Linked DNA regions of Mus musculus: region 2 is linked to region 1. A link is a contact called in public Hi-C data. All regions are on one chromosome and are shown on one strand. Each heading gives the region's core, a stretch centred on a gene start, on an enhancer-like site or on the middle of the called end of the contact. The rest is flanking DNA. Distances are from core to core; before and after follow the strand shown. Region 1 has its middle 65 kb from the start of Fer. Region 2 has its middle 60 kb from the start of Gm46590.

Evidence for each region. A called contact is a pair of places that touch in the nucleus more often than the background predicts.
Region 2: a Hi-C map of the C2C12 cell line shows a contact between it and region 1, with 5 times the contacts expected there. The contact joins two enhancer-like sites. A contact is called at or near these places in 2 of 484 Hi-C or Micro-C datasets (the C2C12 cell line and embryonic stem cells).

Annotation. Positions count from the first base shown.
Region 1 is chr17:63,797,780-63,800,487 of GRCm38.p6, forward strand. No RefSeq gene overlaps it. Among named protein-coding and RNA genes, the nearest start is that of Fer, 65 kb to the right of the region's middle. Within about 2 kb of position 1,427, at least 50 of the 459 cell types and tissues checked have an H3K27ac peak or open chromatin away from gene starts, as enhancers often do. A contact at or near this core is called in the C2C12 cell line, where this site is marked.
Region 2 is chr17:64,191,598-64,194,498 of GRCm38.p6, forward strand. It overlaps the pseudogene Rpl36-ps6. Among named protein-coding and RNA genes, the nearest start is that of Gm46590, 60 kb to the left of the region's middle. Within about 2 kb of position 1,629, at least 42 of the 459 cell types and tissues checked have an H3K27ac peak or open chromatin away from gene starts, as enhancers often do. A contact at or near this core is called in the C2C12 cell line, where this site is marked.

The DNA of each region.
Region 1 (2,708 bases), core at 177-2,676:
ATGGCAGGCTCCGAGGGGGCCCAGAGCAGCACAGCATTTATGAATGGAGGGTACTGGCAACTTGGTGAAGCAGTGGTTTTCCATCATCAGTTTACAGTAGTTGTACCTGTCCAGCTGGAAGGGTGAATAAACTGGCTTCCCCTTTCTCTCTCTCCTCATCTAACTCTCCTCTATGAAACTTTCTCTCTGCCCATGAAGTCGAGAAGGCGCCAAGAATTTTGAGAAACATGTTCAAGTATCCTTGGCTTTTCTTTTGCTCCCCAAACAGAAATCAAATCCATGTCCACTTCTATAACTAATGGTCTTTGTTGGAAAAGGAATTGTGTATAATTATATATATTTAATAATAATAAATTTCATATAAGGCATCATAACTAACTTCATAATAAAAAATATGGGTTCAATTAGGTTTTGTTTTTCTTCTTCTTTTATCCAGTTCAGAACTCCAGCCCAGGGGGAAGGTGCTGCCCACAGCCAGAGTGGGCCTCCCTCCTCAGTTAAACCTTTTTGGAAGAACCATCTCAGACATGACCAGAAGTGGTCTTCTAGGTGATCTTAAACCTAGTCAAGCTGACAGTAGTGACCTTCACAGCCACTCCCACCACCTACAAACCCATACATAACAGGGGTGTGTGCGCATGTCCACACACACACACACACAACACACACACATCTGCTTAATTTGAAAAGAAGTCAGAGAATCTGATTCCTCTTAGCCTTTGGTGTTTTACTAAATTCTTCTAAAACTAGATGTGATGGCTCCTGTCCAGCGCCTTGGGAAGCGAAAACAGAAGAACCTGAAGTTTCATGCCTGTACATGAGAGGGCGGGGGAGAGGAGGAGGGAAGGCAGAGAGCTCTTTTAAGGTTTAGAATGGGATAGAGGATACTGCAGAAATGCTAACACCTTATATGAATATCATTCCATACTCACTTTTAAGAATGTGCTCTCATTTAAGATCCAATACGCACTCTTAGAAATATTTAAGAAGGAAGGCCGTGTTTTATTTACATGGGATTATCTTTGAGTTCACCAGTTGCGACTGCATAGACTTTTTAGAAAATTATATAAAGTGTTTGAGGTAATTCCATCCCTTTTACTCTCTTAACAAAGAAACTCTAGGGATATTTCATGTATGTTTTTTAAAAAGTTATTAAGTAGATATATCAAGAGATTCCATGTGGAATATAAACTCATCACCTGCTCTTATTACATCAGTCTGTGGGCTTTGCTTCTATTTTTCTAAATCCCATATTAACTGCTATATATCATAAGCATTAGCTCAATCAAGAAGATTTTTTCTTAAAGGAAGCAGAGAAAATTGCCATGGCTGAAACCAAATGACTCCAACAGGAATGTTAGGAAGGCGTGCCAAGGAGATCACTCACTATGATTCACTCGCCCTTGTGGGAGATCATCATAGTGAGGAGATCACTCACTATGATTCACTCACCCGTTATCTGATAAAGATAATTTGAGTCAAGGGTGGAGTTCAGAGTGAAAGCAACCAAGAATTTATACTCAATTTTGCTGCTGCTGCTGCTATGGCCCCATGCACATTCCGGTGAGCTTATTGTATGGACATACACCCCTATGCTCAAGGCCACCAATCATAGCAGATCCCCCACAGTGTCATCTTTGACAGCTGGCCCCGTGCACATATGAGACCCAACTATTAACCACACAACACCACACACCATCACACACAAATCTCAGAAGCAGGTTCTAGACTGGTGTTCGACTTTGTTTCTTTATATGTTAACTAGAAGAACAGTGGAGAGATTCATCTGGCACAGAATTTTATTATTACAGTCACTATCCTGATGGGTTTCCTATTGAAGCCAAAAAGAAATAGTTCACTAAAGTACTTGCAATGATAAGCACTATCTGGAGAAAAAAATTATTAAAATAATATTAAAATCTAAAATGAATTCTATCTTGTGGATTTGGGGGAGTTGCTAATTTTTTTCAATAACACAATGGAAATGTCAGGAAGAATTTGCTCTCTAAGCTGATTCTGAATCACGGCCAGTCTGACCAGCTCATGACTGAGTGACACTCAGTTAAATGGGTCTGTGGCCCCACTTACTCCATAAGTGGGTAGGTCGGCACTTAGGATACCTCCTGTTAAAGCAATGGGGCTGAAGACACGCAGCAATGCTTAATGCTTACTGTTCTTCCAGAGGATGTAAGTTGGGTTCTGAGCACCCATGTCAGGCAACTCAAAACCACTTCTAGCTCCAGTTCCAGGAGATCTGAAACCTCTTCTGGCCTGTTCAGGTATTTGTATACACACACACACACACATAAAAATAGGAATAAATCAAAGAAAAACAAAAACCATACTAGTTGAATATGCTGGTGCATACCTATAATCCTAGAATTTGGGAAGCTAAGGCAGAAAAATCAAGAGATGTAGCCAGTCAACACTATCTCAAAGCAAAACAAGAAAAATGCATTGCCGTGGGACAGGCCAGACCCAGCACATAGTAGGAGCTTTAGACACCTAACCTCAAACTAAGCACATGCCACCGAGCATTGTCTCCATCGCTGGCTACCTAGATCGGAAAGTCCAAGTGAACAGCTGACGTGGTGTCATTTCCCAGGGCACACTTTGACACATCTCTTTTCAACCCTCGGAGTCCCTAAACACTCCCCGAGTCATACTTCCAGAAAGTCAAAACTGAGTTTTTACCCAGGCTAGGACCA
Region 2 (2,901 bases), core at 379-2,878, 390 kb after region 1:
TCTGTTGGGACTCTATCCTAAATAATGCTTCCATATAAGAGTATTAGAGGAGAGGTAGACCTGGCAGGTATTTTGGGGTTCAAAATGTGTTCCTGTACCACCTCTCCCTCTCTCCCCGCTTCTGGTTTAACTGGCCTTAACTCTAGGACCAAATTCATTTCCCCTCAGGACTCTAAAGAGTCTTCTGAAGACATACAGCTGGATGCAAGAGCTGTGCTCCACACCAGTTGATGAAAAACCTCCATAAGATCCAGGCTCTTGTGCTAACAGAGTTTCTTGGTCTCTGAATTACTTACATTTGGGGATCAATAATCCTTCACTGTGTGGTGCTGTCTTGTACATTGAGGAGTGTTTACCAGCATTCCTGTCCTCAATCCAACAAACACCCTTTTCAATTCTGACAATCAAAAATGTCTCTAGGCATTGTCAGATATATCCCCTGCAGGGGGAAAAAATATGCCCTCGGTTGAGGACTGCCTTATAGCAAAAAGGGAATGGGGCAGGACACGCTGGCCTAAATAATGGTCTTCCAACCATGTCCTCAACTTCATTCTTGGAGCCTGTAAATCTCTTACCGTATACAAAGAAAAGGCTTTGTAATTAAGGTCATAATGATGGGAAGGTTATTTTGGATTATCTAGTAGGCCCGATATAGCTACCAGAGTTCTGAAAACACAGAAGCTATTATGATGATAAGAACACAGACCAGAAAGCCTTGAAGACAGAGGAAGGGGCTCTGAGCCAAGTAGCGCAGCACACCTAGAAGGACAAAGACGCACGACTCACTGTCATTTCTCATTTCCTGTCTCATACCTTTGTGTTTATCTCAAATTATAACTCTAGTAAGACATCAATATAGGATCCATGACCCAAGGAATCCCTTAGTTGTATCAATATGCTATCTATGAAAGTCTTGGTTAGAAGCCATAATGCTTCCTGACTCGGCTGCCATCAGAGAGCAGCAGCCACGGCCTTGTGCTACCTCACGGCTGTGGGACTCAACAAGGGTTGCAAGGTGACAAAGAATGTTAGCAAGCTGAGACACAGCCAGCACCACGGACACCTCACCAAGCACACACCAAGTTCATGCGAGACATGATCCGGGAGGTGTGCAGCCTCGCGCACACCCTAAGAGCGGTGTGCCATGGCGTTGCTCAAAGTGTCAAAGGACAAGCGTGCACCCAAGTTCATCAAGAAGAGAGTAGGCAGCGTGCTGCGTTGAGCACGGGTGGGGGTGTGGCTGGCGGCAATGGCCGTGGGTGACAGGCTACTCCTCCTCACAGGTGGGCACGCACATCCACATCCGTGCCAAGAGAAAGGGGGAGGAGCCAAGCAACGTACTGGAAGCCATGAGGAAGGCGGTGGCCAAGAAGGATTGATGAACCCTCCCCCAATAAAAGATAATAACTACAAAAATTAAAAATAAAAATAAAAAAAGAAAGAAAGAAGACATAAATGCTTCAAAGATGGAGTACTGTTCTTCAGCATGCAGTGTCATTTATGGTGACACATGCTGGAAAGTAGTTATCTATGGAGAAGAGAAAATTAGACAGCGAATGCTCCAGACATCTCTTAGGAATTCTTAGTCCCATTCTGTGTGGTGACTAACTCGCTGTTTACCCCAGCCAAAGGCTTACCAAATGCCATTGAACTTATGTCATCGGGAACTTACGGCTCAAGTTTAACTGTGTTGAGTCTTATGGCAGCGTGACACAAGCTAGAATCATCTGAAGAGAGGGAAGCTCACTTGAAAAAAATGTCACCTAAGATCCAGCTCTAAGGCATTTTCTTAATTAGTGATTGATGGGGAGGGCCCAGCTCATTGTGCGTGGGGATGCTCATCACCTGTGCTGGTGGTCCTGAGGTCTACAAGCAAGCAAGGCAAGCAAGACATAGGGAGCAAGCCAGTAAGCAGCACCCCTCCATGGCCTCTGCATCAGCTCCTGCCTCCATGATTGATTGAGACTCAAGGTACTCTGTTAACCAAACCCCCTTGTAAAATCAAAAGCAAAAATCAAATTACATATTTCTGACATACAGTGGCTCAGTATATATATATCCATATCCACTCCAAAATGGAGAAATGGCAAGAAAATCCTGGGAATCCAAATTCTGTAGCTTCACGTCTGATGTCAAATATGTCCAATAGCTCTGTTGACTAGAAGATACTTCTCCCTTTGGGGTTGGGTTCCACCCCGTCTGCAGCTCCTGTTGGTAGATGCATCACTCATGGCTCTGACACTTCTCCAATATCCTGGTGTCTCCAATGCAATCAGGTTCCACTTTGGCAGCTTCCTACAATGTCCTCTCAGGGCCTCCGTACAGGGATTCAACTGCCGACTGCCTGGCACCAGCTGCTCTCTGTAACCACAGAGGAAGGTTCCAGAGCCACTTTCCTTATGTATCTTTCACGACTGTAAACCCGGAAGCTGCTGCCAGGCCCAACTGCCCCCTTCGGTATCACATCTGTAGCAGCTTTCCTTTGCTGCTTTTTAGAACCAGACAGACCCGACCCCCAGGCACATTAGCTGTGTGGGTCTTCTTTGTTTGTTTTGTTTTGTTTTTTCGAGACAGGGTTTCTCTGTGTAGCCCTGGTCGTTCTGGAACTCACTTTGTAGTCCAGGCTGGCCTCGAACTCAGAAATCTGCCTCTGCCTCCCAAGTGCTGGGATTAAAGACGTGCACCACCACCGAGTGGCACTGTGTGGGTCTTACCCTGAGGGCACAGCTCGCTTTAGTCAGTTCTCATCAGGCCTCTTCTTATCACCTTCAACACAAGCGTTGGCTACAATTTCCTAAGGCTCTTTTTGGCTCCAAAATACACATTTGGCATTTCTTGGGCCCAACTTTTAGACCTGTATAAATGTAGTTACCAGTAACCATGCAACAAAGCCAATATTCT